Regions from separate parts of the Mus musculus genome. Here all the other regions are linked to region 2. The links are chromatin contacts, called in public promoter capture Hi-C maps. All regions are on one chromosome and are shown on one strand. Each heading gives the region's core, a stretch centred on a gene start, on an enhancer-like site or on the middle of the called end of the contact. The rest is flanking DNA. Distances are from core to core; before and after follow the strand shown.

What was found. Promoter capture Hi-C pulls out the DNA fragments that hold promoters and counts their contacts. Capture Hi-C pulls out chosen DNA fragments and counts their contacts.
Region 1: a promoter capture Hi-C map of pre-B cells shows a contact between it and region 2, with 5 times the contacts expected there. The contact joins the promoter of Mrps33 here to the promoter of Trim24 in region 2. A contact is called at or near these places in 2 of 39 promoter capture datasets (liver and pre-B cells) and 1 of 9 other capture datasets (liver).
Region 3: a contact with region 2 is called in a promoter capture Hi-C map of liver, with 5 times the contacts expected there. The contact joins the promoter of Ndufb2 here to the promoter of Trim24 in region 2. A contact is called at or near these places in 1 of 39 promoter capture datasets (pre-B cells) and 2 of 9 other capture datasets (liver and pancreatic islet).
Region 4: a promoter capture Hi-C map of pre-B cells shows a contact between it and region 2, with 8 times the contacts expected there. The contact joins the promoter of Kdm7a here to the promoter of Trim24 in region 2. A contact is called at or near these places in 2 of 39 promoter capture datasets (erythroid cells and pre-B cells).
Region 5: a promoter capture Hi-C map of pre-B cells shows a contact between it and region 2, with 3 times the contacts expected there. The contact joins the promoter of Adck2 here to the promoter of Trim24 in region 2. A contact is called at or near these places in 3 of 39 promoter capture datasets (erythroid cells, liver and pre-B cells).
Region 6: a contact with region 2 is called in a promoter capture Hi-C map of pre-B cells, with 4 times the contacts expected there. The contact joins the promoter of Mkrn1 here to the promoter of Trim24 in region 2. A contact is called at or near these places in 2 of 39 promoter capture datasets (liver and pre-B cells).
Region 7: a contact with region 2 is called in a promoter capture Hi-C map of pre-B cells, with 5 times the contacts expected there. The contact joins the promoter of Braf here to the promoter of Trim24 in region 2. A contact is called at or near these places in 2 of 39 promoter capture datasets (liver and pre-B cells).

Annotation. Positions count from the first base shown.
Region 1 is chr6:39,808,658-39,812,898 of GRCm38.p6, forward strand. It overlaps Mrps33 (mitochondrial ribosomal protein S33), which reads right to left and starts at 2,279. Exons shown (of 3, transcript NM_010270.2): 1 at 2,207-2,279.
Region 2 is chr6:37,868,799-37,872,709 of GRCm38.p6, forward strand. It overlaps Trim24 (tripartite motif-containing 24), which reads left to right and starts at 2,013. Exons shown (of 19, transcript NM_145076.4): 1 at 2,013-2,676. The coding sequence starts at 2,313.
Region 3 is chr6:39,590,713-39,594,802 of GRCm38.p6, forward strand. Ndufb2 (NADH:ubiquinone oxidoreductase subunit B2) reads left to right here and starts at 1,853. Exons shown (of 4, transcript NM_001358797.1): 1 at 1,853-2,000. The coding sequence starts at 1,903.
Region 4 is chr6:39,204,221-39,208,446 of GRCm38.p6, forward strand. It overlaps Kdm7a (lysine (K)-specific demethylase 7A), which reads right to left and starts at 2,553. Exons shown (of 20, transcript NM_001033430.4): 1 at 2,221-2,553. The coding sequence starts at 2,414.
Region 5 is chr6:39,571,361-39,575,385 of GRCm38.p6, forward strand. Adck2 (aarF domain containing kinase 2) reads left to right here and starts at 2,516. Exons shown (of 8, transcript NM_178873.3): 1 at 2,516-3,846. The coding sequence starts at 2,941.
Region 6 is chr6:39,418,875-39,422,675 of GRCm38.p6, forward strand. It overlaps Mkrn1 (makorin, ring finger protein, 1), which reads right to left and starts at 1,495. Exons shown (of 8, transcript NM_018810.2): 1 at 1,225-1,495. The coding sequence starts at 1,409. Gm10244 (predicted gene 10244) reads left to right here and starts at 1,504. Exons shown (of 2, transcript NR_152168.1): 1 at 1,504-1,778; 2 at 1,866-2,420. It overlaps Gm25402 (a small nucleolar RNA gene), which reads right to left and starts at 3,545; the gene lies at 3,415-3,545.
Region 7 is chr6:39,722,881-39,726,846 of GRCm38.p6, forward strand. Braf (Braf transforming gene) reads right to left here and starts at 2,583. Exons shown (of 22, transcript NM_139294.5): 1 at 2,227-2,583. The coding sequence starts at 2,415.

The DNA.
Region 1 (4,241 bases), core at 1,029-3,528, 1.9 Mb after region 2:
TATAATCAGCCGTAAGATCTGATTAGACTCCATGGCAACACAGACCACAAAAGCCAAGTCTTAAAATGACAGCCTTCTCTCTCTTATGACAAAGAGAGAGAATAATCCTCTTTAGACCCGAGTCCCTGACTCAGCCCTACTCCCAGCATGGTGGCTTTAGCTTAACTAACACACACACACACACACACACACACACACACACACACACACACACACACGATGTACTTTTTAAAAAAGCTTCAAAAATTGCATTCGTTTATTTTGTGCTGGTATGTATGTATGTATATATGGACACACATGTGCTACAATACACAGGTGGAGGTATGAGGACATTTAATCGTCCCTAGTCATTAGGGTTGACTGCAGTGTCTTTGTCCATTGAGCCATCTCACTGGTCTGTTAAACTTTAAGTATAAACAACACATAAATAAACCAACAGAGGTCAGTTGTGGCCTTCAAACCTGGCACTTCAAAGCACAGGCTAGTGGTTCTCTGTGCGTTCAAGACCAGTCTTGTTCTAAGTGAAATTTTAGGCAAGCCAGGGCTACATGGTGAGACCCTGTCTCACCACAAAAACACAGGCTAAAATGCCTGCTTTCTGTAACTGGTCCTAGGGCGGATGCATTGCTACCTCCCTTCTCCCTTCTTTAACTTAAAAAAAAAAAAAAAAGAAGAGGCTGGAAAGATGGCTTAGCAGTTTAGGTGCTTGTCACCAGGCCTGCCATCTGACTGTGATCTCTGGGACTCCCCTAAGGTGACCTCTGCATGCCTGAGCACACACACATACATGTAAAGGGCTATTTAAAAATTTAGGACGTTTTGAGATTTCAGTATGCTTTCCTAAAGGATTTCAATTTTATGAAAGAATATAACCTTTTAAATTATATAACATTAAGTCAAATGATTTACATGCCAATTAGATTTCAATTCACATAAAATTATCCTAGGAGTTACACAATAGGGTAAAAATTAAAAACAAACAAACAAAAGTTATTTGTGGGTGGGTCTGTGTGACTATGTTCCCAGGGAGGCAAGATGGAGAGGGTTCCCCTAGACCAGTAGTTCTCAATCTTCCTAATGCGGCGTTCCTTTAATACAGTTCCTTATGTCGTGCTGACCCCTCTACCATAAAATTATTTCATTTCTACTTCATAACTGCAGTTCTGCTATTGTTATGAATTTATGAATTGTAATGTAAATATCTGATATGCAGGATATCTGATATGTGACTCACAGGTTGAGAACCTCTGCCCTATAATGGTGTTATACGTGGTTGTGAGTTATCTGACTAGAAACTCAACCTGGATCCTGCAAGAGCAATATGCTCTATTAACTACTGAGCCATCTCTTCAGCCTCACAAATTAGTTCCTTTGAAATATCATGTTTCTTTAAATGTGAATGAAAGAAAAATACAGGTGAAAATAACCGTTGAAAATGAGAAGCAAAACCAAATTACTTAAATATGTCAAGCAAAACACATAAAGCCCACATCTGAAAATTCAGAACTCTTTTTTCCCCTTTTGGCATAAAAAGATAAGTTTATCTTTCTCATGGATCTATTTATTTAAAATGCTTGCAGGTACACTTGTGTGGGTATAAGTGTAGGTCAATTATCAACATCAGGAGTACAATTTACCTTATTATTTGAGTTTCGACTGACAAGGAAAGCTGAAGGCATAGTGCCTGCCTAATCACGACCCAAGGAATGCATACGAGTTGTTACTGAGAAGCAACGTGCTCAGAGCATTTAAAAACTGGTACCAATTATTTTACTGGGTCACAGGGCATGAACCCCTCCGAACAGATAACTTTATTTTTTTTTTTTTGTTCAGCATGCACAACTCATACTCTCCGCTGTCTGATTCGCGCACTCCTCCGGCGCTGGAAGCTGTAGTAGAGTCATTCATTTTCCCAAGCATCATCTAAACTGCATTTTAAATAACAATCAACAAATATCGCCGGCGCATCCCACACAAAACTGAGTGCGAGGGCGGGCTCACTAGGAGAAAGGAAGTGCGTTTTTGGTTTGTTCAGTTCCCCACAGGATAAGGGGAAAGCCTCGGGTGTTTGTGGGGTACACGTGGAAGCTCCAGGAAGGCCCCTAACTGACTCGACTGGATCTGGCAATTCCACCAGGTTAGGGACCCGGGTCCGCCCGCACCGCCGCCGCCCTCTGCTGTGACCCCAGCGCTCCGCTTGCCTTACCTGCTCCTGACCTCGCGCACGCGCGTCCCCGGAAGGCCCGCCCCCCTTTACTTGCTTCCCAGCTCCAGAGAGCAGGAGAGAGGCGGAAGCTTGATGGCTAGAGCGGAGTCGGCGGACAACCCGGAACTACTCTCACTCCCTGGGGGCGGGACCTCGGGCGACACCTAGCGGCCGCGCTCGCTCTGAGCCCAGGGCCTCCGCCCGCGAGGAAAGCCGGGTTGTGTGGGTGTGGTTCTGAGAGTGGGGGAGCCTTGGCTATCCAGGAAGGTTCTAGAGGGACCACACGCATCATTTTGTCGAGAATAGCCAGAGCTGAGTCCCTCCTCGCTGAAGCTCCTTGCTCTGTGATAATAGAATGAAATGCAGTATTTTTCCTTTGTCTTCACGTTTCATTTTTCTTTTCATTAGAGCTTATGCTCTTTGCGTTCCAAAGATACTTGATGCTAGCTCAGAGTCTTTCTGACCGTGTTGGGTTCCTATCAATCAAGGAGTTGAGCTGTGGTTCTCTTTTCGGGGTACAGGGATAGAACTCTTGGATAGGAGATAGACAGGAGCAGTAACACAGAGAAATTGTGTTTTGGAAGATAGCCTAAGTTCTGCTTCTCTTTGTACATTTGGATAAGCTAGTGTAAAACTCTGTCCCCAGCCTTTTTCTTTTCTTTTCTTTTTTTGTTTTGTTTTGTTTGTTGAGACAGGGTTTCTCTATGTAGCATTGGCTGTCTTGGAACTCACCGTGTAGACCAGGCTGGCCTCAAACTCAGAGACCCATCTGCCTCTGCCTCCTGAGTGCTGGGATTAAAGGTACACACCTGGGCCGTCAATCCCAGACTCAAACTTTTATGATAAACTCTCAATTGTTTTTTAAAAGCAAGATGTCTTAATTGTGGAGCAAGAAAATATCGTAACGGACAGTATGAGATCAATCATGAGATCTTGAGCAATCTCAAAAGAAATCAGATATGTGGGCCAAGAAAACTGCAGCTTTATCTGCGCAGCTGTGTCAGCTGCGGGTCAGAGTGCCCTTTACCGTTGACTGTCCTTGGGAATGAAGATAGGTTGCTCATACCGCATCAACAACTAAGGTACCGGGGTATTTGCCTACGTGTGCACCAGTGAAGGGTCAGCATCCTGCAGAGACCATGACTTCATTACGATATTATTTTCATTGTGGGCTTGGCCAGGATAAGCTTTTCTAGAGGATCCTGAGAAGAAATATCCTTCAAAAGTGATCTGACCCACCGTGACTTAGGAAAGAAAAAGGCTCGCCCTACTCTATCACTATGACACCCACTTTATAAATGTAAGAATTAAAAAAAAAATACGACGGGGAATCTACTGTGCTCTTGCCCTTCTCTTTGGAACAGCTCACTCCTTGAAATCTTCGCTTGCTTTGTTAGATAAACTGCTTACACTGTGTGTCTCCTCTGAATTTCTTCCTTGAAAAAACAAGAGCTGAGAGACCGCCTCTCATAAAAAAGGCATGTCTCCTCGGCAAGCCTTTCACTGACAACAGAAACACTATCAGTATTTCGCTCCTTGCAAAATCTGCTTTCAATAGAGCCACCTTTTATAGGGATTACTATACAGTGCCTATTGAGTGCTTGGTAGGTCGATTGAGAAACGAGTGCTTATTTTCTGAGCATTAATCAAAGTCTTACATAAATACAGTAAAATAGATTTTAGAATTGAGGCAAGTCAGCAGCAAGTTCTATATCTAGAGGAGGGCATTCAATTGACATTGTCTTTGCTCCTATAGAATTTGTGTTTGCCAAGTTTTAATATGTTATCAACTCACATTATAGTATGCAATCTTATTAACATTTACACCAAGGCTGTTAAAGTCCTATGCATAACTACAGCCACCTACCCCAGTGTCCTAGGCGGCAACAGTCCTTGGAGAACTTTCACTTGTGTTTTCTGTTTCTGGAGGTTTGGGTTGTTTTTAAACCAATGTTTTATAAACATGAAGACCTCTATTCTAGTTTGCCTCCCTGTTGCTGTGATGAAACACTGACCAAAAACTACCTGGGGAAGC
Region 2 (3,911 bases), core at 763-3,262:
CAAGGCTGATGATCTCTTGAACCCCACCTTAGGGGGAGGCAGACTATGTACATAGGTTTTTAACTTTTTGCTTTAATTGCTTGCTTGGTTGCTTTAATAAATGTGGCCACGATGGATTATTCAGGTTCCTGGTCTTTCTCCTCAAGTCTTTGGGAATTACAGAGCACATGGACTTTATTCATGTGTATTCAAAAGCTTGTCTCCTCTCACAGTATTCTTCAACCTCTATGAGGTTTTACCCAGCTTTTTGTTGTTTAGAGAGTGTTTCTCTGTGTAGCTCTGGCTGTCCTGGCTCTGTAGAGCAGGCTGGCCTGGAATTCAGAGATCTGCCTGCCTCTGCCTCTCAAAGGCTGGAATTAAAGGTATGTGCCACTGAGCTTGGCTTTTTACGCAGCTTTTGGCTGAAAATGTAATTTTTATTATTCTTATTAAAGGTCCATTAAAGGAAAAATGTTGCCTACTAATCATAACCCAATGAAATCTACCTTTGAGGTAGAGTCACGCCATTGTCTCCTTCTGTAAACCTTAATCCAGCTGAGTCTGCCCATCACCTGGATAAGGGACCATCCCTTAGAAAGGCAGGTTCACCTTCAGCCACGCTAAAGACACAGAGGAATAATCTCTTTAATAAACAGTGTTCTTCCCCCAAATTCCTGGCCCATAGTGCAGTAGTTCCAGATTCCCCACGAGATTCTCCAGGATTTCTGTCTATTCTGTCTCAGAAACTCCCAACCTTCTCTTTGTCTTCTCTTTTCTTTTGGGTGTTAGCCTAATACACAGTCTCTGATAGTTTCGGCTTCCTTACTCTTTCTCTAAAGCTCCCCTCCATGTGGCTGCTGTAACCATGTGGCTGTTTAACACAAATGGCATGGCATCTCTTCCACTTCTCCATCTTCCTCTGGGCAGCTGCTGAGATTTACAGCTTGCCTGCATTGGTTTTTTTCTTTCTTTTCTTTTAAACTCTAATAAAATTTCCTCCAGCTTCTTTTGAGGCTCTTCTTAAATTCTTTTATTAATGAGACTAAGAACCTCAAGAGGGGACTCTGATTTCCCTAGTAACAGGTGGCACTTCCCATGGGACTCCCCAGAATTTCCGGTAACAAGCACGGGAGAAGGAAGACATGAAATATAATACTGAAACTCTAAAACCAGAATTGAGGTCCCCCCCCCCCCTTTTGAGACAGGCTTTTACACTGACTAAAACCTAGAATAACTTTGAATTTGTAGTGATTTTCCTGCCTTTGCCTCTGGAGTATTAGTATAGGTGTGTGCTACCACGTCTGCCTTTTTTTTTTTTTTAAGAGTTTAATATTCAGGTACTATGGACACTTGCAGATCATTTATTTAGTCCTCAAAAAAATTAACTGCTTTTATTCATTTAAGAAGCAAAATTAATTTCACCCTTTTCCATTGAGGTCTTTTAAAGTTCCGACAAATTTGTAATTTCTCCCCCTTTACATCATTCTCATTAATTCATCACAGAGATAAATTCAGGCCACAAAAAGAGTAAAGCTGCCTGCACACTCCCCCTTTCACACAATGTGGGCTCATACAACCCGGTTTTGGGTCTCTTCTCGTTTGCACGTAACTTACTTCTTCATCCTCCCGTGGCCCTCCCACGATCTTACTCCTTTACCCATTTAAGTCTCCAGTAGTAAAAGCAGTTTTCCAAGCAGTTTCTTAATTAATCAGGCTGGGTAGACTGGGCAGAGCCCCCGCCCCTTGGGCGGGGCCATAGCGGCGGGCGGAACCCGATGCCTGCTCTGGCTCCTTAACAAATGATTCCTTTACAATCTACAGAAGAGAGACACACACACAGCGAGCCAATCAGCGGCCGCGGTCCTCGCGTCCGGCGGGGCTAGCCCCGCCCACTCCCAACCTCCCGCGGGGGCCGTCCGAGCCTCGCGGGCTTCTGCAGACCCCGCCCCCTGGGCAGGCGCGGCGGTCATTGGATGGCGCTCGGCTCGCAGTCGCCGCGGTTGCTGGGAGAGGGAGGTGGGGGCGGGGCCCGCGGTGGTCCAAGGGGCCCGAGAGAAAGGCTGCTAGGCACGGGCGGGCGCGCTGGGCGGAATCGAGCGTCTCGGTGGCGGTTTGCCTATCGGCCCGCGCGGCGGCGTCGCGGTGCGGGAACCGGTCCCCGTTGACAGCTCCGCGTCTTCCGGCCGCGCCACTCGGGAGGTGGCTTCCTCCCTGTGCTCCCTCCGCGAGTCCGTTCGGCCTCGGAGAAGCGGGAGGCGGCGGCGGCTGCGGAGGTCGTCGGGGGCGGCGGGCGGTGAGCGCGCTCCCGCTTCCCCGGCGGCGGCCGCAGGACAATGGAGGTGGCTGTGGAGAAGGCGGCGGCGGCAGCGGCTCCGGCCGGAGGCCCCGCAGCGGCGGCGCCGAGCGGGGAGAATGAGGCCGAGAGCCGGCAGGGCCCGGACTCGGAGAGCGGCGGCGAGGCGTCCCGGCTCAACCTGTTGGACACTTGCGCCGTGTGCCACCAGAACATCCAGAGCCGGGTGCCCAAGCTGCTGCCCTGCCTGCACTCGTTCTGCCAGCGCTGTTTGCCCGCGCCGCAGCGCTATCTCATGCTGACGGCGCCCGCGCTGGGCTCGGCAGAGACCCCTCCACCCGCTCCCGCCCCCGCCCCCGCCCCGGGCTCCCCGGCCGGTGGTCCTTCGCCATTCGCCACCCAAGGTGAGAGGGGCCCGCGAGGTGGCGGGCGCGACCCGCTGTCACGCGGCTGGGGAGGGGGTGAAATGGGCCCGCGCCGGCTGAGCGACTCGGCGGTCCCTCACTTTTGCAGAGCTCTGACGGTTGTGGCGAGTTAGCTGCTCTCTGCTCCTCCGCAAAGCTTTGTCCGGGTGCATATGATCTGGATCAGCTCGTGTACACCCGGGTTATGCGAGCCGGAGGGGGGAGGAAGGGATGGAGATGAAGTGATGGGGATTTTCTTTGATGATTGATTGCAGATTGGCTGCCGTCTGTTTCGAATCTTGTGCGTTCCGGGCTTTTTACCTTAATGAGTTCCCTCTCTGTCCCCTCCGTAGGGGACAAAGGAACCGGGATAAGTTGTTTTGTTGTCTGCTGCTTTCGGAGATTTTATTTCGAGCGATTCGATAAACGATAGAAAGTAAATAGACTTCCAAAGTGTTTTGTATGCCGTAGTTGGAAGTTACTTTCTCTTTTGTGGTGTTATTGGGTAATTAGTTTTTGACAGGTAGTTTCCTTTGCTTATGTTACCAGGTTTAAATCGTTGAAAGTGATTTGAAGTGCAGTAATTATTTCTGGGAGAACACTTGAAGTTTTTAACTTTTAATATTGCAAATATTTGGGCAAATTGACGTCTTTAAAATGCGAAGTAACTGAGGAAGGGAAATCTTTTTTCTCTTGCTTCTTGGGTTTTGTGTGTGTGTGTGTGTGTGTGTGTATGTTTTGTTTGGCTTATGTAGCAGCCCAGAATTGTCCACAGCTAGCAATCTTCCTGCCTCAGCTTCTTCAGAGTAAAGATAACAGGCATGAGCCATTGCACCTGCTAGCCAGACACTTTTAACATCTCTTTTAAAGGGAATAACTGTTTTAAGTTAATTTGTTAAGTAATTATATTTATTAGGTCAGGATGCAATTGCTGGCTTGGATTGTTGAATTAGATGCATTTAGTTTTTTCTTACAACAGTCTTTAAATACAGGAAACTATTTTCCATGGGTCTCTATTGTTGCAGGAAGCCCACCAGAGGTACACCACTCAGTCTATAGCTAAATGAAAGTATTCCAGCCAGCTGGATTACAATCGGGTATCTAGAATGCAAATGTAATCCAGTGGTTTTCAACCTGTGGGTCCAGACCCCTTGAGAGGGTGGAATGAACCTTTCACAGGGGTCGCATATCAGATATCTTGCATACTAGATATTTACATTTTGATTCATAACGGT
Region 3 (4,090 bases), core at 603-3,102, 1.7 Mb after region 2:
AACCAATTCCTGCAGATTTCCTCTGACTGCGTGGATGCAGTGGCAACACACACACACACACACACACACAAATAAAATAATGGAAGCCTGGATCTCAGATGGCAGAAGAAGAGAATAATCTCTTGATTGACTGTGCTCTGATCACCACATTTATGCCATGGTACATGTGAGCCCACACATAACAACACTCAAGGTCTCCCTTGGGTTTGACTCCTAGGACAGGTTTCCTGTTACATAAAAGGGCAAAGAGGCCCACATATGGGCACAGAAGGCAAATTATCAGTCATATTTGATGCTTCCAAGTCACTAAATTCAAGTCTGGCCTTGATGAGTACTTGACTCTTGAATATGAAACATCATAGCAAATTTCTAATATGTGATGTTGGTACACTAATGTTATAACCTAAAACTGCATGTTCTTCAAATCAACCAACCCAAACCATAATGTACCAGGGAAGACCTTGTTGGAATCAATATTCTTGGTATCACACACACCCCTACCCACTAGATCATAGCGAAAGTAATCCTGCAAAGCAACATATTATTATTATTATTATTAATTTTTCTTTTGGTAAAATGTGCCATAACTTACAGTGGCCTTGCAAGCACACTAGGGCGGGAAGTTCAGTTGTTATTCTAATACAGGTGATGACTGTGTCTCATCCTATTGGTAGAGTGCGACCTCAGACTCTGCCATGGTTGGATAGTTCCTAATAGATGCAAAGGAAGGAGGGAAGGAAGGGGTCCATAGCTCTTGTCGTCAGAATGGAAGGCCTTTGTGTAAACAGGTTTTCCAGATGATTAAAATACTTGAATAATTTTACAAGGTGGAGATTATTAGAGTATTGACTGTTGGTGTGCTAGCTACTGTTTATAGAAAAAAGTCCGTTTCTCACAACCTCTTGGGGTTAGGAGTAGTCTTAGGTTTGGAGTCTATCCAGATTTCAACAGAGGCAATACTGAGAGAAAAAAGCAGGCCGAGGAAGGCGGACTATTTTAATAGCCAGTGGAGCCTTTGTTTCTTGAAGGAAATCTGAAGTGAGTGAAAAAATTAGTTTTTCTGGAAAGATGACAGTAGGCTATCCTATAGACCTAGTAACTCGGAACAGATATGTATGTCTTGTTTTATGAGGATGAGCTTGAAAATTCATATTCCCTCCCCACTAATGGCCGGAGACTGAGCGCATCTGCGCGTCTACGTGCATCTATTTGTGTTACAGCTCCCACTGCGAGTACATTTCTACGGCTGAAGTCAGGTCTCGATTTGTTGCCATCTTGGTGTTGCATCTTAACTGGACTGCCCTCATGTCCTTATTTTTCTGCTTGCTTATTACATTAATAACAAGAGGAAATGCCAAAAAACCTCGAATTGGCTAAGGCTCGAGGCGTTAGGAACTTTCCCCCATGTTCCTGGCCGACTTATTCCGAGTGTGCCGGGTTGGGTTCCTCAGGTGATTCCCGTGCCACCAGTCCAGGTTCTGAAATTTAACACCCTGGCTGATTAGTCATTCAGAACAATGCTGAAACAACGATGCTATAAAATAAACATTGCGATGTTATAAAATAAACATTGCGTGGTTCAGAAAGGGCTTAGGCCTTTAACAAGGGCCCACAGTGGCAAGAACATGCATGAAAGCACCGTCTATATGAGCCAAAGCAGGGAGCAGCAGTAAGGTCAGCCAAGAGCACCTTGCCAGGCTGTGCCACGAGGCAGCCAGGGCTCCTCCTGAAGGACGACCTATCTGCCCGTTAACCTGGAGCCTCTAAGGTCCGCCAATGGCTTGAACTTGTCCCCTGTGGCCTACCATCAGCCCGGGTAGAGACGCAGTGCGACGCAGTGACGTCACGGGCCGGGACTCGGGGAAGTGACGCATCAGGGGTGGGAACTGCAGTCTTGCTAGTATGTCTGCGCTCACCCGTCTGGTACCTTTCGGCCGCGTCGGAGGCCGCCTGCTCCGGGGCTGCCGCGCGCGGGCGGCTGGAGACAGTGGAGTCCGTCAGTGAGTGTCGGGCGGGGGCGAGGGTTCGGCCGGCTTGAACAGGCAGCGCTGCCATCCGGACGCTGTCACCTTGAAGCAGTCGCCCGGGAGGGTGCGTGAAACTCCGCTGCCGCCCGAGGCATGCTGGGTCTTGTAGTTTTGCCTGGACCGAGACTGGCCTTTTAGTCGGCTTGGTGGGCTAGAGGTGAAGGGATGGCGCAGGGTTGCGGGAGAGAGGCGTTAACTAAGACCCGAGTGATAAGAATCCAGTCCCGCACAGTCTCCCGGACTGAGCCTTCCAAGCAGCTGGCTAGTGGAGGTCCCGAGCGCATGGAGACGGGTGGAGATGGGCTCAGAGACAAGACGGGTCCAGGCAGGGCAGACACGGAGACCTTGAGTCAGTAAGGTAGTATAGTCTGTTCTTTTCACCATTAGGTACATTTTTACGATTAAAATTTGGCACTTTTTTTGAGCCTCACTGTGTAGCCTCGACTGACCTGGAACTCATTAGTGATCCTCCTGTCTCTGCTTTCGGAGTGCTGGGATTAAAGGCGTGCGCCCCCAAGTCAGTGTTTAGATTTGGCACTTTAAATCCTAGATTGGATGCTGTGTCTTACTCATTTTGCCTTCTCTCCACCCGAGATTTGTAATACTTATAGCTTTATTTTGTTGTATTGATCTGTCTCTCAGTCTCTGTCTGTCTCTGTCTCTCTGTCTCTGTCTCTCTCTCGCTCGCATATAACCTGGCAGGTTTTGTCCACCGAGATTTCTTTTAAGATCTTCATACCGTTTTGGGGATGCTTCCCGTCCAGTTTCACTACTTAGCTTGGATTTCCCTTACCTCCAACGGGGGAAGAAGGGTTCCACTATTCATCTAAGTTCCCAGCCCTTGGTTTGGGTTTTTGGGCCACAAAAGGTCCAACCCAGCAATAGTTCAGGTGGAAACTTACCTGAAGTTTGGCTTCTGGTAACTAAGTTTCAGTTTCCTTCTCGTTGATTTATTATTACTTTTCGCCCTTTCATTATGGGGCTACAGCTTGATTCAGGAGTCTAATGATAGACCACTTGTCTTGGGTCTCTGAGTCGTCAGAGTGGGATCCCTGTGAATGCCAGCTTCAGTACTGGCTTCCCAGGCATTTGTGCTCAGTTACTGATACTTTTTTTTTTTTTTTTAAGATTTATTTATTTATTATATGAAAGTACATTGTAGCTGTCTTCAGACACTTCAGAAGAGGGAGTCAGATCTCGTGTACGGATGGTTGTGAGCCACCATGTGGTTGCTGGGATTTGAACTCTGGACCTTCGGAAGAGCAGTCGGGTGCTCTTACCCACTGAGCCATCTCACCAGCCCCCCAGTTACTGATACTTGAAAAAGGACCTTTTATTTATTTCATTTTAGCATCATGTTTATTTTAATTGGGAGACCCCTCAGGGTATCTAGATTGCCACAGTGCACTTAGTCTGGCTGAAGCATGACACACAAGTGTTTATTGAGATTTTGCCTTCCTCCTTTCCTCCCCCCACCCCTTTTGGGGACAGGGTTTCTCTGTGTACCCCTGACTACCCTGGAGCTCACTTTGTAGATCAGGCTGTCTTCAAACTCGCAGAGATCTGCCTGCCTCTGCTTCCAGAGTCCTGGGATTAAAGGTGTGTGCCACTATGGTCTGGCTGCACAGGTAGATCTTGGGTAATAACTGTTAAATACAGTTGGCAAACAAGGGAATTACAGAAGCGGCTCTGCTATGTTCTTTAAGTTGTGAAGCAATGACAGCTGACAGAATGGCTAAAAGGAACAGGTGAACATGCTGTGGGGAGGCCTTGTCAGAGGACCAGGAGTTTGAGGCCAGCCTGGCCTACACAGGGAGATCCTGTCTATAAAGGACTAGAGCATGGTGATGGCATTCCTTTAATCTCAGCGTGCAGGAGGCAGAGGCAGAAGGATGATGAGTCCCTGGCCAACTTGGGCTAAATAGTGAATTCAAGGACAGCCTGGGCCACATGGCGAGGTTGCCTCGTTAAAAATCACCTCTCACACCATCGATAACTAAGATCTCATTCAGAGCCTTCCAACTGGACATGCTATCAGCTGGGCAAACACTTACACAAAAATA
Region 4 (4,226 bases), core at 1,303-3,802, 1.3 Mb after region 2:
TTAACATCTCCAAGATAAAGGCTCAAAAAGACCCTGGGCTCACCTGAGTCACCTCCACAGATGAAATTAGTGTCTCTTCAATGGCTCTTTATAAATTAGTACTTAAATGTGTGACAAAAATGGCCAGGAAACACCTGAGGTTTGTCATGCTTTAGCATTAAGGCACCTAATTTAAGACCAAAAGCTGCAACTGGGCATGGTGGTACATGGTTTTAGTTCCAGCACTTGGGAGGCAGAAGCAATCAAATGGAGTTCAAGGCCAGCCAGGTCTACAAAGCGAATTTCAGAATAGCCAGGTCTATACAATTAAAAAAAAAAAAAAAATCTGTCTCAAAGGAGAAAAGAAAAACAAAGCCTCGGATGACAGCTTGCAACACAAGCCTGAGCCCCTGAGTTCTGACTCACCAGAACCCATGTTACAATAAAAGAAGCGTTAAAACCTCAAATCTATGGTTTACTAACCTATCTAATCTCTGAAATACACAGCCTCGAGGCATATTTTTGTCAAATAGTGCCCAGGAAACTTCAAATTTTTCAGTAATTACAACCAATTCTTGTTTTATTCTTTTTAGAACTTAATGTTGGCTACTCAATTCTGGTTGCCTAGAGTGTTATAGAAGCAGAGAATGTAGGCATAGAATTGGAAAGGTTTGGTATCTACAAATTTTACTTTTATATATAATCAAAATCTAGGGAAACATTTTACTAAGTGACATTACCCTTCAGCTTTTATCAGACTGTTGAAGCTTGCCTTTACAAAAATGAGCACATTACCCCTCTTTTAAAGTGATACGTTTGTGTATGCTATCTGTTGTCAGAGTCCTGTAACTTTAAAACTCGGTAAATTTAACTGCACTTGAAAATTAAGTCAAACTCTACGCAGTTAGTTGTCAACACTGAAAGAACCCTGTAATTTCAATGGTTTTCTCTCCCCAGACCAGTAGAGGGAGACTAAGACATCTGGCCTGGTGGTGCAATGTTTCTGTAATATTGGGGAGGGGGAGCGGAGGCTGTATTTAAATGTCCTGCTGTCAATCAAAGGATACTTCCTACAACCACAGTCACCATATCAGCTCTAACTCCCAAGCGGGCTCTCGTCAAGATACAACATACAACGGTGCCCAGAAAACCTGCCTCACCTAAAGGTGACCGCAGGCTTTGCCACAACACCCAAATAAGGACTTTGGGAGCCCAACCCCAACTAGTTTCTTTGTTTAAATGCCTGCGAATCCCTCCCACGCCGGAGTCAAGAGGCTCTGGCGCCGCCCTTTATTAGCCTCACACTTTGATTACAAAACACACGAGTCGGCGGCCTGGCTGCGGAGGCGGCCCGAGCTCTCCCAAACGTCAAACCTGCGGTGCGGCGGCGGCGGCGGCATCGGAGGGCATCGTCCGCCACCGCACCGCCCCAAAGTTGGATGGCCGCAGTGCCCAGGCCACCGCGGCGGGCCGTCCGGGTGTCGCCAGAGACGCACTCACTGTAAAGTTTGAGGCGCTACAGCGACGCCCGGGAGGGTCTGCGGCGACGTCCCCTCGGCCCGGCCCGCCCGCCCCCCCCCCCCGGCCATAGGGGGTGTGTTGCGGGGTGGGCCAGCGGCTGGCCAAACTGTGCCGTGACGGGGCCCCGCACCTCGCGAGTGCCACATCTGTTGCTCTGTTTACTCGCGCCCGTCGTCCCACCGCCCCGTCCCGCCGCCCGAGGAAGTTTGATAAAGAGAGAAGGGGGCGCGACGGGACCCGCGGCGGGGGCGACCCGCGACCGGACCGAGCCGCGGCCGCCCGGAAGCGCAGCAAGCGCGGCGGCTGGCGAGGGCAGGCACGGGGCGAAGGGAGCCCGGGACACAGCAGTGGGCGGCAGCCAGGGCGGTGGGGGGACCGCGGGCTGCGGGCCTGCCTTCGCTCCTCCGCCACCCGAGCCGTGCCGCCCACCGCGTCCCCTCAACCGGGCTTCCCCTGCCAACTTCTCTGCCGGCCCCTTTGTTCCTGTTTGTTGTGGCGACTCTTCGCCCGGGCCGGCCGAGCCCACCGGCTCCGTTCCGCAGCCTGCCGGGCAACCGGGGGCCCCCGCTCTCGCCTCCACCCGGCCCGGACACTCGGTGCCTAAGAGTCGGGACGTGGGGAGCGACGCGGCAGCCGAGCCCGAGGGAGGCGCAGGCGGCAGCGGCAGCGGCTGGTCGGTGACCGCAGGCGACGGCGGTGGGACTGAGGGGGTTTATTTACCTGCCGTGGAACCAGTCCTTGCAGACATCGCACTCGATCATGAAGCGGTTCACGTCGTACGGCTGCCGGCATACACAGTACACGGGCGGAGGCGGAGGGGGCGCCGAGGCCCGACCCGGAGCGGACACCGACCCCGCTGCCGCGGCGGCTCCAGCTGCTGCTCCCGCGGCCACCGCCGCCGCCGCTCCGGCCATCTTTAAAAAACACACACACACGCTCGCTCCTCCGCTCGCTGACTGGAGCGAGCGCAGCCGCCAGCCAGCGCCGCCTCCTGCAGCAGCCGGAGCAGCAGCCCCGGCGGCGGCGGCGGCGGCAGCAGCAGCGGCGGCGGCTGCGGCGGCGGCGTCTTAGTGCGCGCGCGCGAGCGAGCAAGGTCGCGGCTCAGGGGCGGGGGCGGCGCGCGCGCGCGCGACGCGCGAGGCCCGTCGGCTGCTTCCGGCGCTCAGCGCGGGGCCGTGCGTCCCGCGCACGTTCTCGGTCTCCGCGCGCGCTCCCTGGCACCTTCCGCGGCGACCTGCGCGGCGACCCGCAGCGGGGCTGGCGGTCCGGGGAGGGGGCGGAGACGCCGTGAGGGCACGCGCCGCAGTGGCGGCGGCGGGCGCGCGACTGCAGACGGAGGAGGAGGAGGACGGCGGGAGCGTGCGTGGAGCGGGTCTCGCCGTCCTCACTGCTCCCCGAGTGGAAGCCCAGGCTCGCGGGGGAAGTTCCTGCCGTGTGAAAAGGTGGATGCTGTGGCTGTATTCTGAGGCGGAGAAGCTCGGAAGTTTCAGCCCTCCAGGGTCGCTTCGCTTCGCGTCACTTAGCAGCCGCCCACTGAGGATGCCACCCCCGTCCTGCGTGGGCCCCGACCGGGGTGACACGTCAAGCAGTTGTGCCTCCCGAGGTGGAGGAACGCCTTGTGAAACGCACTCAAACTTCCGAAAGCGTCGCGCCCAAATTCCCAGAGAGCAACTTGGAAATCTGTGTGTTGATTGGAGCCGCTGTTGTGGGGGGGGGGAAGAACGTGGTCTCCAGGAGGAATTCCGTTAATATCTGTCGCCAAGGGGGAACCAGGCTTGAGATGGGGTTGGTGAGAGGAATGAAGAACCGGTGTTTTTATAAATAACACAACTTGGCTGTGACTGCTCTGCTCTGCTCTGCTAATTGGGGAAGTGGGGAGAAAATTTTGAAACGTCTTTTCCCTGGGAAGGGAGATGCTACCAAAAAGAAAAAAAAAATCCTTTAGGAGTTCTCTGCGCAACACAGGCCATCACTGTTTTTTTAGTCAAAGGTGAAGCTGAATCAGATGTGAGGTGATAAACTGAGGAATAAAACTACCCAACAAATTTAGAATAGAGAAAAGTGAATAGAATGTTAAGGATTATCAAATCAACTTGGAAGCTGAATCTCTGTGAGCATTTATATCCAGAGAAAGCAATAAAGCTCCCTGGGTAACTTATGTTTTGGAACATGAACAGGTGAGTCAACTCACCGTCCCCAGGCAGTGACGCTCCCTGGTTTAGTCTAGCCTTTATTTTTATTTTTATTTTTTTTCTTTTAGTGGAGGAAATCGAGTAAATTGCCACAATCTCAGAATTGGAACTAAACTTGTTTCTCCGTTATATGCCCAATCCTTTCTGTACTACACAGATGTATGTTTCTCACATACATCACAAGAAAAGAAAGGCCTGAAAATCATGGTTGACACAAACCCAATAAATTTGAAGCATATGTAATTTTAGTATCGTGGCTCAACAAATTCCTGAAAGATCTATTAAAAATTATAGCTAATAATGCCTCTTTTAATTACCTCACTCAGGCAGAAGAGAAAAAGGAGGGAAAGAAGAAAAGCAAAAGGAAGTTATTTATTTAATGTGTCTTAAAGAGGGTGTGTGCGGACTGCACAAGACAACCAGTGAGTGAAAGGCAGCCAAAGCTATCTCATGGAAGCCAGGGGCGTCCATGCAGAAAGCAGCCTGGTACACAGTGTTCTCTGAGGGCACACCTGGCTTTAGAAGAGTAACACC
Region 5 (4,025 bases), core at 1,266-3,765, 1.7 Mb after region 2:
CATTTGGGTGCTAGGAATGAGTCGTGGGTCCTCTTAACTGCTGAGCTGTCTCTCCAGGAATTCCCAGTCCTTTTTTGAGAGAGGGTCTTACCTTGTATCCCTGACTGACCTGCAGCTCCCAATGTAGGCCAGTCTGGCTTTGAACTCTACCTGCCTCTACCTCCTGAGTGCTGGGGTCCTGTGCACTAGGAAGCCCAGTGCTAGGCAGTATTAGGAAGGTTGAAAAATACTGCTTTGGGGGATCTTGTCTAGTTTTAGTTGGACAACCCTCCTGTGTTCCTTTTGGAGAAATAAAGATCCAGAAAAAGTTGTCTGGGGGTCACAACCTAGAAGCTGCCTGTCTTAGTCAGGGTTTCTATTCCTGCACAAACATCATGACCAAGAAGCAAGTTGGGGAGGAAAGGGTTTATTCGGCTTACACTTCCATACTGCTGTTCATCACCAAGGAAGTCAGGACTGGAACTCAAGCAGGTCAGAAAGCAGGAGCAGATGCAGAGGCCATGGAGGGATGTTCTTTATTGGCTTGCCTCCCCTGGCTTGCTCAGCCTGCTCTCTTATAAAACCCAAGACTACCAGCCCAGAGATGGTCCCACCCACAAGGGGCCTTTCCCCCTTGATCACTAATTGAGAAAATGCCTTACAGTTTGATCTCATGGAGGCATTTCCTCAACTGAAGCTCCTTTCTCTGTGATAACTCCAGCTGTGTCAAGTTGACACAAAACTAGCCAGTACACTGCCATGGCTTAAAATGATGGACTCAGAACAATTCAAGTCTTCTGTGAACAACTTTGGGGCAGAACAGGCAAGTGAGTCAGGAGAAAGGGGATACTTTGTAATTAGTGCCTGCCCACATTTCTTTTTCTTTTCTAAAAATTCTTATTAGGTAGATTTATTTATTTTATATTATGTGTGAGTGTTATACATGTATATGGGTCTGAGCACAGACCCCCCTGGAACTTGTTCATTAGGAATGGCTGTAAACCCCATGCGGGTGCTAAGAATGGAACCCAGAGCCTTTGCAAGAACAACTAGTGCTCTTAACCACTGAGCCATCGCTCTCCAAGCCCTATTTTGCTTTTTTGAAACAGGGTCTCACTATGTAGTCCCTGTTGGCCTGGAGCTTGCTATACAAAGCAGACTGACCTCCAACTCACAGATTTTGCCCACCCCTTCCTTCCCTTCCCTCCTTCCCTCCTTCCTTACCTCCCCCTTCCTTCCTTCCTTCCTTCCTTCCTTCCTTCCTTCCTTCCTTCCTTCCTTCTTTCCTTCCTTCCTTCTTTCCTACTGGAATTGAAAGTGAGGGCACCGTGCCTGACACCTGACCACATTTCAAAGCAGTGTAAGGCATCATGTCTGCCTTGGGAAACCCAAAGGGTGTACCCCATCTTTTAGAGTTAGGAACTGGACTGTTATTGACCATACAGGAAGAGCCATTGGCCACTCCACTATTCCTGACTGTTAGTGGCCCTGATCTTACCTTTGGAGAAATTACTATATCTTCTGAGCCTTCTGGATGGCCAGGGGGTGTGTGTCTTGAGGTTGAATGACATGTCCAGTGATAGGAACCCTGGCCTTGTCCTTGTTTCTCTTTTTCTATAATCCTTTTCACCTGGGATGTCTTTAAATCTACCCTTGGTCAGACTTTTGTGCAAATTTCTTTCCACACAGGGACAAAAGCTGTTGATAGGTAGTAGGGACTGTGGTGCCCCAGGGCAGGCAGCTTTTTAAGTTCCAGAGCGCTGAGAAGAAATTGCAAGCCCTTTCCCTGGCTATGTAGGCTCAGTTCCCATGCTCTATCACCTACACACACACACACACACACACACACACACACACACCCCTCAGAACATCAAAAGTCTTTCCTACTTTGGAACTTTTATTTGGCTCCTCTCCCAACACCCTTTTTTTCTTCTCCAAAGTAGCCCAGCCTATGATTCAACCAGCTCCTCACTGCTTCTGTGGCCCTTGCTACATTTTTATTTCTATGACATTTATTTTGTATGTGGGGGACACGACTTAAAAGGAATTGGTGACATCCTTCCTTCATGTAGGTTCCACGGATCGAACTCATTTATTTCGTTGGGCTTGACATAAAATAATATCGTTACCTATCTAGTTTAGTATATATTCTTGTGACTCAACAAATATTAAATTAAATTCAAGAAAGACCTGATTTGGCTCAATAAGTCTTAGTTAAGTGTATAAGCCATTCCCTAAGGTCTAAACACCGCCGCTAAGTCAGCGTAGCCTGAGACTCAAGAACTCAGCAGCTGAAAAATCTGTCCTTCCTTTGGACCCACTTGTAATATTCAGTGTAGTTTAATATTTCTAGGATTTAAGCTACGAGGCTGTGAAGAGGAAAGGCAGACGCGGAAAAGAGGGCTACAGAGCTCGCGTCTGCGTTTTTTCTCTAAATCATCACAGGAACTCGATGTGCCCAGGCGCTTTTGCCCTAGTTCGCGCCGTGGCCCCTTTAAGGAGCATGTCGTGGGCAGAGAGGGCGGAACCAGGTACCGGAAGCTGGGAGCAGCGCTGGCCCGGACGCTTAGTGCTCTCTCTCTCTGCCTGGTTGTCACTGCCCGCTCTGTGCAGGTCCCGAGCCATCGGCTCGGCATCTCCGCCGCCCCCCGGGAGCCTGGCCCGTGAGCCCGCCGGAGCGCGCCTCTCAGGTCTTCCCGCGGCCCTCTGAGGCTTCGTCGTTCTCTCTAGGCCGCGGGTCCGCATCTCCGTCCCTGGCGCTCGGCGACTCCCTGCACTCTGAGCTCTGGCGCTGGACAGCTTGTCACCCGTGGTCCCCGGCTCAGGTCCCCGTTATCCCTCCCCTCCTGGGCTGCGCTAGGGGGCGCGGTCCGACTCATCCCCGCTTCGGCACGGAGCGTCTCCACAATGGCTTCCCTTTAGGTAGAGAACAAGCAGTCTAGGCCAAGGGGTCTAGAGAGGATGGTGACCCCCTGGCGTTTGTCTGTCAGGGTCTGCTTGTCACACTTAAGATGCTTTGAGTTCAGAAAGGAACTTGGGCATTCCAGACCCCTGGGATGCTCTCGCAATGCCAGACTATGTTGGTTTCTGCTAGGTACTTTGCCCAAATTAATCTCAGCCCATGGCAGTGTTGGAGAGGGGGCGCCTGGCAGCTTGTGCCAGAGAAAGACTCACTGGAGTGACCTGGCGGAAAATGGACTAGTGGAGAAGGTGGCCCAAGAAGGGCCTCTGGCCCGCGTCTTACTGTGTCTCCGCCTAGGGCTCCGCGCTGGTGTGCTCTTGGCGAAATTCTTCCCCCTCCTCTTCTTGTACCCTCTCACCTACTTGGCCCCTGGCCTCTCCACCCTCTGGCTCCATCTGCTTTTCAAAGCTACAGAGACCTCAGGCCCAACATATATCAAATTGGGCCAATGGGCCAGCACCCGGCGCGACCTCTTTTCAGAGGCTTTCTGTACCCAGTTCTCCAAGCTGCATGTCCAGGTGACCCCCCACCCTTGGGCAAGGACGGAATACTTACTCCAGCAGGCATTTGGGGAGGATTGGGGCAGCCTCCTCTTTTTCGAGACCCGGGAACCTGTAGGTTCAGGTTGTGTGGCCCAAGTGTACAAAGCGTTCGCTAGTATTTCCTTGTTGGAGGAAGACAGGATCTGGAGACTTGGGGAGCTCTCTGCCCCAGGAACCAGGGCCGTGGTGATGCAGAGAGAGCCCTTTATGAAAGACCGGAAGCCTTCAGAAAACCTTGCCGACGAAGCATTTCTAGAAAAACTGCTTCTTCCTAAAGCTGACCTTGGTGGGTCAGAAGTGGGTGTGTCTCAGGCTCCCTGGCATCTGCCTAAGTCAGATCACCTCATCCCAGTGGCAGTGAAAGTAAGTGCTCTCAGACCTTGCCTAGCACTTTAATCAAGTACCTACCCACTGAGCTGTCTGCCCCAGATCCGAAAGAGACCCTCGTGAGGGGCACATTGCTTTCTGTTCTAAGACTGAGTATTCCTTCTCCAAAAATGCTTGGGAATGGGAGCGTTTTGGATTTCATACGGTTCTGGATT
Region 6 (3,801 bases), core at 245-2,744, 1.5 Mb after region 2:
CAAAGGCTGGAGGAGGGAAGTTCAAGGCCAGCCTGGTCAATGCAACAGTGTTAGGACAACCAGGCTGCAAAGCTGGACCTTGCCTCAAAAAAAAAAAAAAAAGAACAGACTGAGGGGAAAGCTTTAATCTGACGTTATTAAATGTGTTACAGGAAAGACTGGAAGATTCTTCAGTTTGGGAGTTAATATCAACACCGAGTTGTTCATTAGGAATTGCCTTTAGCATTTGCGGTTAATAAACTGTCCTTGCCGGGTTTAAAGTGGCATTTCCTTTTAATTTTCTTAGCCGATAGAAAAGCGTATATAGTCCTTCCTGGTAGTTAAAATCTATATACTCGGGCGTGGTATCATCTCACCCCTGCACTCCCGCACTAGAGAGGCAAAAACAAGAGGATTGCCGAAAATTCTAGGGCAGTCAGACTATATAGGTCAACCGGGGCCACACAGTAGGACTGTCTCAATAAGCCCCCTCCCATCGTTAATACAAACAATCCTTCCTCCAACGTTTATAGCTGGGGAATTATTTTTTAACATACGTACTGTATAACTGTCACCTGATCATACATTTTCCCAATAATTTCGTCTCGCTTACCAAACAAGAACCAAACCTCTCTGGTCGGATCTCCTTTCTCGCAAAGAAGAACGCCTCTCAAAGGGACAGTAATAATAATGGCAGTTCATAAAACCAAGGGTGGAAGAGCCTAACGCCGGCTCCGAACGCTCGGTTCGGAGACAAAGCTCGGAACCGCCGACCACCGACTTACATACAAAGGCATACAAAAGCGGCTGCTCCCGGCGGGGCGGGGGTGAGCGGCGCAGAGAGCAGAAAAGACGTTACAAACGGATAGCCCGGCTCGGAGCCCCGGGGCCGGCCGAGCTCGCCGGGACCCTTGGAGGGTCTCAGGGCGCACCGAGGGTCGTTAGAGCCCGATTCGCATCGGCGAGCTCGCGCCGCATCCCCGAACCTGTAGCGATGGAGGCCAGGGCGGGGACACCGGTCCTCTCCGCACGCACCGGGGCGCCGCTGAGCGAGGCGAGGTGACGGGACCGCCCTGCAGTCCGAGCCCGCAGTCTGAAACCCGCAGCGATGCCGCGGCCAACCTCTGCGGAGGCTGACGCAGCGATGCTGTACGGACAGCCGCAGCGGGGACCCCGCGACGCCCGCCTCCGCCTCTTGCTCGGCCCCGCAGCCCCCGCCCTCCGCCGCGCCACGCAACGTCCTACCTGCAGGTGACCTGTTTCGTCCAGCCGCCGCCGCTGCCGTCGCTGCCGCCGCCCCCTCCTCCCGCCCCCGGGGACGGGGCAGCGACTGTGGGGATAGAGGTGAGGGAGGCCGCTGCCACCGCCGCCGCTGCCGCTCCTGCTCCTGATGTTGTGGCTGTTGTTCCGGGAGCCGCAGCCTCCGCCATTACTGTTTATCCCACACAGCAATGGCCCCGGAACTTCCGGGATCACATAGTTCCGGTCCGGCTGAGAAGGAGAAGACAGCGAAGGGAGGGGAGGGGAGGGAGGCTGAGGAGCCCGAGAGCTCTGCGCCAGTCCCGCGCCGTGTCACCGCGTCTCCGAGCGCTCAGGTCTCAGGAACTGCGGGCTCCGCAGGGCACCCGCGGCCCTCCTCCGGCGACGCTGATTGGTGATGGCTTAGGCTCCGCCCTAAAGGGGCGTGATCACACGCTTAGCCAGGTGTGCTAGGATGGTCCTGGTCCTAGCCATCCTAGCCATCAAAGGACCACATGCAAGGACCAACTTCTGCCTATGGCTGGTGGCGCACGTACAAGGTGGGGGAAGGCCTGGGGCTGTGTCTGCTCTTTATCTAGAGTGAGATCCCAACCTATTGTGTTGGGATCTGTTTCTTTCTCTCACAGGAACTGTCAGAATCCCTGCTGATGGAAGTGCCCAGGTGGGCCTGGCGGCAGACATCTTGGAATCCCACCAATGTGAAGACTTGAGTATCACAATGGCTGCAAGTTCGAGACCAGCCCAAGCTAAATAGATCCTGTCAAAGTAATAACAGTAATGTTGTAAATGAATTATGTGTGGTAGCCTGTTTGTAATACCAGCTCTTGGGAAGCTAAAGGAAAAAAGTGTTTGGTTTTATACCTGACCAGGAACTGAGGTGCATATTTTACATATCAAAGCAGACTTGACCTCCGGACTTCCCTAGCGTCCTTTTAGTCCCTATCTGGCATTCCCTGCCCCCAACCTTGAACTTTCCAGCCCAGGAGCTAGGCTGCCCTTCACCCCAGAGGCTCCTCCCTATATTTCTAGACATTTTCTCTGTCTCCTCTCTGCCTGCATGCCCTTTCTTTTTTTCTCTCTCCCTTCCTTATCCCATCCTTACCCCCGTGGCGACTCCTGAGGCCAGTGAACTAGCCTGCCTGAGAGAGCTTCCCAATAAACCTGCCTTTAATAGACTCGAATCTAGTGTGAATTGGCTCATTTCACCAACATCAGAGAAATAACCTATCAAAAAGGGTCACAGGCTTGAGGCCAGCCTGGGCTACACTGCAAGAATCTGTCAGTAAGCAGACAGCCTTCAAGGACATGCTCCCAAGTACTGGCTCCCAGCTAACTATGCCCATTCCCCTAGAGTTTCCACCATCAGGTTATATGAATCCACTGATGAGGGCAGTGCCAATCATTTCTCCAAAACTGTGTCTAAGCATAAATCACTGGAGTCCAAGACACATCACATGAACTTCTGAGGAACATTTTAGATCCAAAGTTCTCTCTCCCTCCTCAATAAAGTAAACCTGGCTGGACTTCAATGAACAGAGATCTGCCTCCCAAATATTGAATCCTGGGGTTTAAAGACTTCACCACTGTCCCCCTTTATTTTATTTTACTTTTAATCTTTAAGATTTGTTGCACAGCTGTTGGGGAGGTAGCACAAATGTTAGCAACAAATTCAATGGAAAAGTTCTTGTCACTATAGTCATTCACAGGGACAGGTCTTAGCCCTCTAAAGTGTTGGTGTCAAGACTTCATATGCTGGAGTCTCCCACATCTGAGCCAATTACCAAGCAAAGGAAAAGATATGTTCTGAGTGGGCAGTGTATCCAGTTTCAAGTTGTGTTGTGGTCTTACTGTCCACTCCCTGGTACTCTAGTGTCCACAGACACCTGGGAGGCAAAGAGGAGACATAAAGCAGCTTTCTGCCTGCCGCACAGGCTTCTAGAGGCCTCTCTACTGCAGCAGCCAAGGAAGGCAGGAAAAACTGTTCCACCGGAGGATGCAACTGGGGCTCGTGGAGACTTGCAAAACTAGGCCAGAATAAAACCCCTGAATGCAGAGCCCTGCTCCCACCTCCCTTCCAGGAGCCTTTGAGGCTATAGAACAGCACTGGCAGAGAGTATTCTGTGAGCCTGGGGTCAGCAGGCAGGAGGCCAAGAGGCTGGGCTGGAGAAGATGTGTTCTTCGAAAGCACCAAGGTTTCACAAGGACAGGAGTTGACCTTCCAAACACAGGAAAAGGCTTTCGCTTCCTATCCCTGCTGTATCAATGACCAGGGCATAAGCAATCCACAATCAACTTGGAATACAGGCACCCCCTTCATTTTTTTTTAAATCAATTCAAAAGTTTATTAGACATAGAAAAAAACCTGATATCTCACAGGCAATACTTAAGTTCCTAGTAATAATACATTTGAACAGAGCATTCCTGTACTTTTGGCCTAAGATGTGTTGCTGAATACGTGAATCAGTGTACTTGCCCCAAATGTTCAACATAAACAGAGAAGTGATGGACAGAAAACTCACCTCCAGTACTGGAACCAGCCAGCTTTTAGACTCTGGGGACTCT
Region 7 (3,966 bases), core at 1,333-3,832, 1.9 Mb after region 2:
ACTACTTCAGAAAGAAGACAGGAGGGGCCAAGGTAAGGGACCCACCCCAGTGCTCTAGCTCTCCCAAGTAAATAGCAAAATCTTCCAAACAGAAATGCCAACTGTCCTAATACCCTGACGCAAAGTTCTCAAGTCAGTGTCACATCCCAGAATTATCCTTGTCTAACTCCATCCATCAACCTGCCCATACTTGGATCCTGGTCCTCACACATCTATACAGTTCAAGACAACCAAGCATGTGCAGCATAGTAAAACCCAGAGACACCTGTGCCTAGTAAGACAAAGGCATATCCGATTCCTGGAGAAAATAGACGGCAGATGTGACCCCTAGCATTTCTCCATTAAAAACAATGTATCCTAAAAATAAATTTCCATGTCAACGGAACAAAGTTGTTTATAAATAAGATGGAATGTGGAGGTGTGGGGAAGACAAGAGGAAGTGTCAGCAAGTGAAGTACCAAAAGCCAGGAAACAAGACGGAATGGATGGTAACTAGGGATAAGGGAGCTAGGAAAGGGATGAGGGAAAGAGTGTTATCCTTAGACTGGAGAAGAAGCCGAGGGAAATAAATGCAAATGGAAACTGACCTGAGCATGAATTCAAGTGGTACGTTGGAATTATTTCAAATTAAGAAATAAGAAAAAAAAAAAACTGTGAGAAATGTAGGGTGGCTCAAATGATGGTACTGAACACATTCTGGGTAGAGATGGTATCAAAAGATGGAAAACAAACATTATTGCAAACAGACTGCTAACGATAGATGGAGAGTGGAGGATGAACATCCCAAGTAAATATAATGAAGCAGGAAAAAGAACACTGTAGAGATAAGGAGGTAGTACGAGAACTGGGAAACTTAAGTAGCAAGTTTATCTTTAAACAAAATTTATCTTCAAGTAAAATCAACAGAAACAAGTCACTCTCGACAACTGTTTGTAAAATACCGTATTCTAGCCAATTGTTTGTAAGATATGGTATTGTTTATGCGATACAGTGCCCAAATGGTAAATGTAGTAAGTTTTACATACAGAGAAAAGAGAATAAATTAGGTAATTTGACAATGTAATAAGTTGAATGATACAAGGACTACCAAAAGCCAAGTACTAAAGACTGGTAAACACGAAAGATGGGACGAAAATGGGAGCGAGCCAGATCACTTAAACCCACTAAAAACAAGCTAGCACGCAAGCAAGCAAGCAAACAAACAAACAAACAAACAAACCCACGAAGGATATCAACTGAGGTGTGTATGTGCACTGAAAGACTAACCCAAACTGCCAGCAGTGCAAGGGAGCAAAGGGCCAAGTGAAACCTGATGGAATCTTGACAGCTTTGGGGTTCAGGGAGTGAATAGCTTGCAAAGTGTCCAAAAGGATTTGTGAAGATAACAACGGATTACAAGGTGACGGTGCAGTGGAATGAAGTAGAGGCACTCAAGGGGACTAGGGCAAGAGAAGAGCAAAAATGCTCTTCCGTGGAAACTAAGGTTAGAAGCAAGTAGGTACAGTTGAGAAATGAGCGGGGTGGTGGATGAGGATAGAGGTTTACGGGTCAGCAAGGGAGCACTGACAAACAGTATTATTCGGGGATCAGAGACCAGGATGGGAAAAGCTTCGGAACAGTAAAATTTGGGGCTGAAAAAGTAAAGACTACACCAAAAAAAAAAATCATCCCCTGGGCAAAAACCGGTCAAAAGAAAAATCCCCCAAACAAGTAGCAAAGTGGGAAGGGGACAAGGGCCTGCAAAGGGAAGATAGTGAGGAGAGTGGAAAGATGCGCTCCGTCATCCCCAGGATCAGGGAGTAATCGCACACGGCGGTTCCTAGGGCTAGGGGACCAAGGGGTACTGCCCTGGCCACTAAGCTCCATCCTCGACGCCGTCCCTGCCGGCTAGCAAAAAGGAAAACATCTCAGGGATGCAGGGCTGGAAGCCTCAGCCAGGCGTGACCTTCTCCAACCCAGAGTTTCGCCCCCTCTGAAAAGGCTCCAGCTCTGCCCCCACTGCCCCAATCCCATCTGGGTGGGGGCCGGGGAACCCCCCTGGGCCATCGTGTGTGTTTACGTAGCGAGGAGCTACAAGACAGAGGGGGACACTCGGCCGATAACCACCTCCCCGCCGGCTACCAAGCACTGCCGGGGCTCCTTCTGCTGCCTCGGTCCCTCGCATAAACACTGGCCCGCCGAGCCCCTGACGCGCGAGCACTGGGGGGGGATGGCGCCGCCACTCACCTCTTCAGGAATGGCCGGGTCCGCAGCCGAAGAGGCCGCGGCGCCAGCGCCGGCCTCCGGCTCCATGTCGCCATTGAACAGAGCCTGGCCCTGCTCGGCGCCGCCGCCGCCGTCGCCACCGCCACCGCCGCCGCCACCGCCGCCGCCGCCACCGCTGCTGCTGCCACCGCCGCCACTCAGCGCCGCCATCTTCGAAGCGCGAGCCGGGCCGAGCGGCCGCCGCGGGGCGGGGAGGGGGAAGGGAGGCGCAGGGCGGGCGGAGGCGGGCGCGGAGGCGCGGGGGGCGTGGGCGGAGCGGCCGGGGCGGAGGCCACCTCTGGAACCCGCCGGCGGCCCCGGCGCAGCCGAGCCTGAGGGGATTTGGGGGGGGGAGGGGGCGGAGACGACGAGGAGTCGCCGCGGCAACGGCGTCACCCGCATGTCACGGTCGTGACGTCACCTGGGTGCGTGACGTCATCCGAGGAGCACCCTCGCGCCGCTGTCGCCAGGGGAGTGTTCCTTCTCCTCCAACCACCCTCGCGCTCACACGTTTCTACCCGCACAGTTTCCATGGCTCCGGCTTCCTATTTTTTCTCAGCCTGTTCTGTCATGTGGGATTTACTAGAAGAGCAGGGGGTGGTGTTTTAAAGAAGTTAAAATCCTAGAGGGAAGAAGGCCGGAAAGTCTGTAGTACTTATTACTGCCGTTACAAAGAAGCTCTGGGTGTCATAAAAATAAGACCTTAAACGCCAAGGTTGAAACATCAGCCAAGCCAAATTTCATAGAACTGTCTTGGAGCAGCTAAATTCTCAGTATGGTGTTTGTATCCTGTCCCTAAAGGACTTGATCTGTTGAAGTATAAATGAAAATCTAAAGCTGGTCTTCAGGGTATTTATTGCCTAGTTTCAGTCATTTACTATCAATTGGCTCCTTCCATGCACTAGGACCTGAGGAGAACACATGACCATTTTAGACATCTTATGCATCATAGCTAATTTTTATTCCAAAGAAAATAATTTAAAATATTTTGTAGATCCTGACTGATCCAAGGCATTCTCTTCAAACTGTATATGAAAAAAAGAATTGGGAGAAGAGAATTAAATCATCTCAGAGAAGCCCAAGTTGCAGAAATTAAACCCAATTTCTTTATGTAAATTACATGGTTAAAGTACGTTTAACCAAAGAAGGAAATAATGGAGAGAGGAAGTGTGTTAAGAAAAAGAGAAAACAGGAGTGAAAAACAGAAGCTACCAACACTATTCAGGAATTTCCAGTTTAACTCTTGAGTTGAGTTGTCTGTGTGTCTGTGTGTGCACTTCTATTAATGGAAAGGGGGATGGTCGCCACCAACCTCTTTATTGCATTTAGGATGAGTTGAAAGGTAGAAAGCTTCTGACAATAGGATGTCTGCCTATTTGGTCTGATCAGCACAGGCCCGGCAACTGATGCTTTGCTTCAAGGTAAGCAGTGCACGTGTGGCTGCTTGGTGAATCAAAGCATTACGTTCTTGTGTATTGAAAAAAAATGCCACCAATCAAATAGCTATTCTGTGTTTGCCAATGACATTGTACATTCTCTTCCAAGCAGGGACATTCCCCTGAGAGCTACATTTAAGTCAGAAGATGATCTGACAGATTCGAGTGAAGGAGATGATCACAGATAGAGACTATATTATCAAGCTATGCTAGTTTAAGGCAGTTTTTAAAAACCATAAATACATAATGTCTAAGCATACTAAAATAGGGCCAACAACCAGGCAAG